Linked DNA regions of Mus musculus: all the other regions are linked to region 2. Evidence: chromatin contacts called from public HiChIP or PLAC-seq data. All regions are on one chromosome and are shown on one strand. The core of a region is the stretch at or near the end of the contact, and the rest is flanking DNA. Distances in the headings are between cores, read along the strand shown. Region 1 has its middle 130 kb from the start of Lnpk. Region 2 has its middle 86 kb from the start of Gm31472. Region 3 has its middle 91 kb from the start of Lnpk.

What was found. HiChIP or PLAC-seq counts read pairs in DNA pulled down with a chosen protein or histone mark.
Region 1: an H3K4me3 HiChIP or PLAC-seq map of embryonic basal ganglia shows a contact between it and region 2, with 5 times the contacts expected there. The contact joins two enhancer-like sites. A contact is called at or near these places in 4 of 484 Hi-C or Micro-C datasets (embryonic fibroblasts, embryonic stem cells, nephron progenitors and 1 more), 6 of 115 datasets of contacts at active chromatin or transcription factors (astrocytes, embryonic basal ganglia, embryonic hindbrain and 3 more) and 1 of 9 other capture datasets (embryonic stem cells).
Region 3: an H3K4me3 HiChIP or PLAC-seq map of embryonic basal ganglia shows a contact between it and region 2, with 3 times the contacts expected there. The contact joins two enhancer-like sites. A contact is called at or near these places in 5 of 484 Hi-C or Micro-C datasets (the HL-1 cell line, embryonic stem cells and hematopoietic stem and progenitor cells) and 1 of 115 datasets of contacts at active chromatin or transcription factors (embryonic basal ganglia).

What each region holds. Positions count from the first base shown.
Region 1 is chr2:74,450,514-74,453,213 of GRCm38.p6, forward strand. No RefSeq gene overlaps it. Among named protein-coding and RNA genes, the nearest start is that of Lnpk, 130 kb to the right of the region's middle. Within about 2 kb of position 1,283, at least 38 of the 459 cell types and tissues checked have an H3K27ac peak or open chromatin away from gene starts, as enhancers often do. A contact at or near this core is called in embryonic basal ganglia, where this site is marked.
Region 2 is chr2:74,062,635-74,065,334 of GRCm38.p6, forward strand. No RefSeq gene overlaps it. Among named protein-coding and RNA genes, the nearest start is that of Gm31472, 86 kb to the left of the region's middle. Within about 2 kb of position 1,342, at least 20 of the 459 cell types and tissues checked have an H3K27ac peak or open chromatin away from gene starts, as enhancers often do. A contact at or near this core is called in embryonic basal ganglia, where this site is marked.
Region 3 is chr2:74,486,852-74,489,631 of GRCm38.p6, forward strand. No RefSeq gene overlaps it. Among named protein-coding and RNA genes, the nearest start is that of Lnpk, 91 kb to the right of the region's middle. Within about 2 kb of position 1,465, at least 6 of the 459 cell types and tissues checked have an H3K27ac peak or open chromatin away from gene starts, as enhancers often do. A contact at or near this core is called in embryonic basal ganglia, where this site is marked.

The DNA.
Region 1 (2,700 bases), core at 33-2,532, 390 kb after region 2:
AAAAAGCAAACAAGGCCAATTAAACAGGCAGCCAGACAGTTGTCTTGATTCGCCTCTGACTGTTTTCTTGATCACCATTATAAATTGCTAATAGGGCAGAAAGCGCTAAGCGGGGAGCATCTGCGGGGGGCTGGATATTGCTCACTCCCTGCCTGGTGACAGGTGAGAGGGGGCCCAGTGATGGTCTTATTGATGCGAACTGCCCATCAGTTGGTAGTTATTGTTAAAGTTCATGATGCTACAGCTGATCCCGTCCTGCTGAGAGTCAATCAAATTAATTAGAGCTAGAAAAATCTTCTTTATTATTTTAGAGCATGGATATAGAAGTCCTGTGATTTAGATCCAAAGGCAATGAAGAAAAAAAAATCTCCATGTAGTATGGTGTGGAAAAAAATCAGATATTGCTTCTTCCATTATTTATAATAAGGGCTGCGGCTAAAGGTTTTTATAGGCACAGATCAAGAGATCATAATAGAAGCATATTGACAGATTTTTTTTTCTGCAATACTCCAAGGAACCGGCTGTAGCAGGAAAATATATCAAAACCTTATCATCAGACCTGAGATCTTCTGTGAAAAATCAATAAAGAGTTATACATGGTTTGAGTTTAAACAGTTCTCTGTAGTCATTTAAACATAGTGCATCTGTATAGCCTTTTACCTCTGGAGACAGGTAACCTAGCAACTGCAGGGCTTAAACCGATTAACTACAAATGAAGTACTGTACGCCTATCAAAGCAATTGTTCATCGTAGCCTTTGTTGCAGAGACTAAGCTAATTGAACATGATACAGTATGAAGATAATTAACACCCATGAGTTTGTTAATTGCCTGTTAGCATTACAACACACTCTCCCCGTTTCTTTTTAACTGTCTCCTTTGTAGCCTCTTACTTCCCTTAAAATGGTGCAGGACCTCTTTAACTAGCAATGATATCTTCGAGTTTATTAACCCTTTTTAAATTGGGGGAAGCGGGGTGGGGGGCTGCGAGGGGGGGTGGAGAAAGAAAGAAAAAGCTCCGTCTTAATGAAGCATTGCATTGCGTGTGCTTGTTAAATGCAAGCTTGGCTTTGTCTCTCTCTACTTTCTCAAGATTGGGAATTTGTTTTACAGATACTGTACAAACTATGTTTATTTTTCGTGCTAATTTCTTTCAAGCAATTTAGCCATTATAGCATGCTCTCTGGAAAAAAACCCAAAATAACACAGGACTTGAGTGAGCCTCTTTATGACTCCGGCTGCTCTGCTCTTGAGAAGGAGCAGGGAATGTCTTTGAGGAGTGGAATATTAATTGAATGCAGCATCTGGTCAGCAGCTGGCTGGATCCGGTTGTCCTGTTCCCACCGAGCAGGCGAGAAAGAAGTGCTGTTGCATCTGTTTGCCAGGCTTGTGTTTCCCTTCCGAGCAGTGGACTAAATGAACCCCCATTTTATCTCTGCTGGATCACTACATGGATGCCAGAAAATCAATTGGGCAGGAAAATCTGTTAATCTAAAGTGAATTTAATCTTAGGAATCATTTCAAATAAAAATTTTCAATCATTACCTTTTTGGAAAAACACTTCTCTCCCCGCCTCCCCACCCCCCCCCCCCACAAGTGTGAGCGTTTGTGTCGTAACAATATTTTGAAAGCACCTATTATAAGAGTAATTCAACGTCAATAGGATTATCTAGCAAAGGACACTTGCTTTGGGGAGGCAGAAGAGATGTTTTAAGAGGAAATGGGAGCCCAATGGTATATGGACAGAAACGATTAAGGCACTTGGGCCCAGGACACGTGGAGCCTGACAATAGACCCTTCTCATGTCGAGAAGGAGTACTTTGGTTGTGTCACGATTGTTTAACTTGGATTTTCCTACACAATCTGCTGTGTTTATCATTACTGTACTGTGGCTTAATCCTTGCTGGTATGCCAGCCCCAAGAGGGTCACTTCTAGTGTCCAATTACAAGTTCTGTCATCAATCACAAGTATTATTTATTCAACAAAATGAATTACTAATTAATAACTAATGAACATTATGGCCTTGAAGGCTATAACATTATTAATTACAGTTGGCATGAAAGGGGTCTACCTGGCACATTTTCACCACAATTAGCCCTGGAAGTTTTCGTGTAAAATGTCTATTAAGAGAGCCAACGAGGAAAGGCTGGCTTCATTGCTTCCCTCTATAAGGCTTCTGGGCAGGACCCTACCACACCACCCCCATGATCCCAACAATGATTTTCCTGAATGGCTGGAGACAGGAGGAAGAGAAGTTTCCTACATGAGACTGCACCCTCCCAGCCCTGCATGCTAAAATGTCACCAGAGGATTCTGGACCACAGTGGAGCAGGTGGAATATGGTCACTGCCTTATTTTTAGATGTGGTCCTAAGCTCTGGGTGCAGGCATTGCTCAGCAGCTAAATCTTAAGCAGGCAGCTGGTGGGCCAGAACTGCCCGCTTCTGTCCAGAGTCAGGCACAGTGTGTCCTCTCACCTTGAGGACCCTTCTCATCACAGGCTATAGAGGAGATGCTGTGAAATGCTCTTGCCCACAGCTGAGCCAAGAGGAAGCAGTAGTTTAAAGAATGTACGCAGGAAAGCACAACAATGTTCTCAGGCTCTTTGAAAGCAGAATGGATCTACTCCCTCTGCTCCATGGACGTAGCCGCCTTGCCTAATGCCTTGCAGGGGTTGGTGAAACCATGGGTGGATGAGAAAG
Region 2 (2,700 bases), core at 92-2,591:
GTCTAATTCATTGTGTGTGTCTACAGAGAACTTAATCATTATGTCAGCTTCCTAATAAAAGGTTATTATAGAAACAAAGATCCCAGTTTTACATATGGTAGGCAAGGGAGGATTCGAAGAGTCGGTCTCTAAGGTAGACTTGAGGATCTTGACAAATGATGCCCATGCTGTGATCAGATACTTAACAAGAAATCTCGTTATTAACTAGGCCTGTACAGATAATTAGCACTGGAGATTCAAATTTTAAATCTGGCCTGAGATGTATCATTTATCAAAAGCCTTAGCTTGCTGTCAAAGTCCGATAATAAGGTAGTGTTATTGATGAATTGAGATTAAGAGCAGATTGAAGAGAAAATTAGGCCACTGGTTGGCCTGAAAGGTCTGATTTCAATATTTACAGTACTAATTTGGTATTATTTTGGTAAATGGATGTGGTCCCCAGTGCTAAATGGTATAAAAGCATAAACTATGCATCGTTATTTGAACAGGAAGAGCATTGTTTACTGTGTATCGGATTTTGCAGCACTAGCACTCTGGTTAATAGGCTGCTTTATAAGATGAGTGTACCTGTTTTTTTTATTGTGTGCATTTATTATAACCCATTCAGCACCCAGGGCTTTTAGGGGAAATTAGGAAATGTAGCTTCTTTACATTAAAAATGATATTACATTAGACTAATTGCTGCTGAGCCTGTCTTCCTGATTTAACTTACTCTTGTTTATCTCTTGGCATTGTCTTCCACACGTTCTTGCCACTGGATTTCAGCTAACTACCATTCCAGAGATTTGAGCTACATAAAATGAGCAATCTTTTTTTAATGATCCCTGGTAGCATTTCATTGCAAGCAATCTTCGGGGTGGGGGAAGGAAGGCGCTGTATAATAAACTGGCTCTCTCTAGTGTCTCTCGGCTTTGAAACACATTCTGAGTACACTTATGTGACCCTTAGCAAGCTAAATCTTTTTGATGCATGTAATAAAATGTTGTTTGGGGCAATAGCTGATTTCCAAAATTATATTAGGCATAACACAAGGCTTTTGTGGCAAATTGTCTCCCTATTTTTTTTTTCTTGCTTCAGCTCACAAATGGGATTGGGAAGGTGTTGGAGTGTTTTATTATTGTGTCTCACATCAGGTATAAATAGAGAATACACCGCACCGTAATCTATCTGTACGTAGCTGATAGCACATGAAATAGTAAAGCTGGTAAGACTGCCGGGGTCCGGAAAATTGCTTGAAAATCCCTTGTCACGTGTTCCTGGCAGCGGCCTCTCTTCTCCGGTCTCCAGCTGTCCAGCGGGGTGTGCCAAGTCACAGCAGGACCTGAGGACTGTTTGCATTGCAGTGGCACCGAGCTTTGTTGGGTTGTTCTCTGTACACTGTGCGCTTGCAGACAAGTAGGCTTTCGGAGACTCAGCAGGAGCCTGCCAGGGTTTGTGCTGAGGTGGTTAGCTGGTGGGCAAATTGCTATTATTCAGAACTGCATGGCAGAGGAGAATGGATTGCACTACGTTTTCTAGCCCGTAATGCTGACCAATGGCGGACCTGCGTTGCAGCTAACCTTTCTTTCTGACTCTTATCTGAGATGTAGATTCGGCTCTTTCTCAGAAGGGAAAAGAAGCCTCTTAGATTGTTTCCTCCAACCTCCAGCTGCATTTTCCCAATCTACTCTCCATTTTGACTCAGCAACACTCCTTCTACGCGCCCCCCCCCCCCACCATCTCCCAAGATAACACGGGTTTAGCATTCTGCTTTTAGGGAAAAAATATTTGGTGCTTCAGCTGTTCTGGTGAATGTAGACTACTGACTAATGGGTAGTTATTCCACTTTATTGCTTTCTACAGGCAAAACTCAAACAAAAGGAATTGGATTTTGCTAATAGCCGTGAACAGCTCTGGCACTAGCTGACATTAGTAAGGATAATCATAGTGCCACACAGGAGCCGGACCAGTCGCTTTTCAAAGCACTTTCACACATGTCATCGTGCTTGATCCTCGTGTATGGCCCTGGCAGGGAGGGGTCACAGTGCTCATGCCATAGCTGAGGCGAACCGAAGAAGAAAGGGGTTACAGGACGAGCCTGTGGCAGAAGTGCCATCATTCTGTCCGTTAAACTTTTGGTCTTTTAGTCCTTTTATTTTAGTCTATTTGTAAAATAATCTCTCTTTCTTATGAAAGTTTACAGGAACATTGACAGTTCAGGGTCCTCCTCCTGACACTTTTAGAGCTGTGTAAAAAAGCAAAGAGGCTAGAATGTGTGTGGCAACTGGATGGTGTATCTGACTTCCATGAGAGGCTTAGCTGTCTCCGCGTGTACCTTCCAGGAATGTTCTTTGCTGGGCATTCCTGCAGGGCCCATGGAGATGCTTCAGGATGCTGTCCTGTGCTCTGTTTTAGAGTCATCTGCCAACTCCTGCAGTTGAAGATGGTGCCTGGATGTCAAGAAGATCGCTTAAAAACAAAACAAAAACCCCATTCAGGAAAGGTACTGACAGAGGCCTTGGAGAAGGCAGGATAGAACTCAAGAGTTTTCTTCTATGGTGTCAACACCACTAACTTAGTGGCTTTCTGACCACTGAAAAATTCTCCCCAACCTATTTTATGTCAAGAATGCATTGATCTGTGCTGTGTCTATTAGGGAGCCTTAGAGAGGGAAAGATGAGGGAGAGCTCACACCTCACGGGACCATGGCCACCCTCCCTG
Region 3 (2,780 bases), core at 215-2,714, 420 kb after region 2:
ACTCAAGAGCTTAGCGCTCACTTCGTTCACATGGTGCTTTACAGTGTGTTTTGTAGCATATGCTTCTTAATCCTTGAAGACATATTTCAGACAATGTACCTAACACTTGAAATTTTGATTTTTTTCATAACATTGGTCTGTAGACATTTCACAATATTACTGATGCAACACCATTAACCCACAGTATCGTCCCAGGAAATGATTCTGTGATAAATAACTGATTGCCTCCTGAGGGCAGCTCTCCAGCACTGGCGAGGGAAGAGTAAGTGCCGATTTGGCTTAGTTGAAACACAAAATAATTGTTAGGAATTCTTACTTAAATTCCTACAATGTCCATTTAGGGCATTCTGCTATTAAATATATTATCAAATAGTAACATGATAGGAAAAATAACTTTAATCTCCTATAAGACCTTTCTGAGTTATTAATCTATTTTTATAATTCATAATTCTGTTAAAAGTATCAACTGTTCTACCCTTTAGAAATGAAGCTTGGGGTTTTTTTTTTCTACTTTTCTTTTCTTTTTTTTTAAATTGTGTTTCCCTGGTTTTCTACAGCATATATAACACTGATTTTACAATGTTTTCTAATTGTAAAAGATTTTCAAGTAATGTGTGGTTTCCTTCCTCACAGTTTTACGAAAAAAAAAAAAGCCACTATAGATTGTAAGCAATGTTTGTCTTCCTGCCTATTCAAGACCACAATTGAGAAAGTTGAATTCCAGATCTTTAAAAATGACTTTAAGTCTATTTGCACAACTAAACTTGGTTATGAAGCCATGTAATCATTCTTTAATTTCCCCCCGTGATTTGCATGGACTTCAGGTAGTAAGATAAGCATTTCTTCCCTAAGATGGATCAGGGGATGCACACACAACATGTAGTCAACACTCGGTTTTGTTTAAAGACACTTCCTGATTTGAAAAAGAAAAAAAAAAAGATGAAATTGAGCAATGTTCCAGCTTTAATACATTCCGTATCGTCATGGTTTTGATAAATAACAGAGGCGTACTGAAGGACTTTATAAAGCCTCGTGCACAGGGAGCTTGGGGAGAAGAGTTGACTTAGGCAAAACCTTCTCTTGACAGGAGGGAAAAAGAAATCTAATGTGATTCTGTGGGAGGAGCAGACATCTCTGTAAATGGAGAGCAGGAAACAAGCAAACAAAATATAAAATGTTCAGAGGGAAAACTGTATGCACAGTATTAATGTTAACCTTCCTCCATGATGCCCGACGTTACAGGAAAAGCACACTTCTTTCCATAAACTCAAGGGAAGGAGAGTTTTGAGAACAAGCGACAGAGAACTCTAATGTCTAATAAAGTCAAATACACTCTCTTTCCAGTTTGGTCCCAGCAACGCACACCAGGATTAGATTAAATATGCATTGTAATAGTCAAGGCTTGCTAAGCACTGCTCTTTAATGTGTATCTGGGCATATTATATTGACTTATACACTGTTCTACTTTATTCCATTGTTTATACTTAAAATTAGATCTATGTTCTATGCTCTAATTTTAACAGTATGAGTCCCTAGAGAAAAAGTTATATTGGTTTCTAATATAACGCTCCTTTATGTGTGTTTTGTAAATGCCTATAAGACTCTATAACCAAAAGCATTCACCAGGAGGCAGCTTACCCAGATCGTAGGCACAGGCCACAGAGAAGATAGCCACTAACGGGTTATAACGGCAAATGCAAATCTAGTAATTAAACACAAACTCACATCACCCTAAATACTTAGTGCCACAGTTAATGCCTGCTTCTTCCCCTGTTGCCATGGAGATGAAGAGCAGCTGGTAGGCCCCGGGTCTGTGGTTCCCCAGCTAGCCATGGCTGCACATCACAATTACCTAGGGATCCCTCGAGAAAGTCCAAACTCTCACTTACTTCCCTCCCTGAAGTTCTCACTGGGCGTCGGCCCTGGAAAGATCATCAGCTAGGTTTTGCATATTCATCTCCAGCATTTTCATAAAAATTTGTTTTCTCCAAATTGTTTTCCAGTCTAGTGCCATCAAAGAGTGAGAAGATATGTGAAACATTTAGTCCATGACATTTTTAAAAAACTCTTACGTTTGTCCAGATGTTTGAATTGATTCAACTATTTAACAAAAAATAATGTTGCGTCTGAATAGGATTTCAATAGCAGCCCCTATGCCAGTGTATTCCTACAAAACTTCCTACAAAAATATGCTGCTTTACCCTCTTCCAACTCCTTAGCAACTCAGACCAACAGCCACAGGGCTTCCCTGAGCAATTTATAACATTAAGTAAATTTGATTGCTTATTAATTGATTTAGGTTTTTTGGCTGCCTACTCAATGGAAGAGTCTATAAAGACATTTTCCACTGTAAGTCTTTCCAATTTTTTTCCCCTTCATTTTGCAAGTAAATAAAATTAAGCTCTAAGAGACCAAGACATACAAGGAAAATAAGAGGGAACGAAGCTACAATGTTCTCTGGATGAAGAGCCAAGCCCAGCTCTGGGCTCCCGTACGAGGTATGTTTAACCTTATTGAGAAATGGAATTTTCCCATTAATGTTTGGGCTGAACCTGTAAATACAAGAAAAGTACGTGTCTGCTGGAGATTGAATGCCCTTTCCAGCAGATGAGAACACATTGAGAGTTTATAGCCTGTGCCGCAGATTTAGGAACTCGTTGCTTTTGTTGATTTGTCTACCAGGCTGGGTAACCAGCTCCTCCGAGACTTGCAGCATTAGCACCACATGGAGGCCCGGGAAGCAAGATTAAATTAAAGAATGAGCCTAAGTCTGTAAAAGT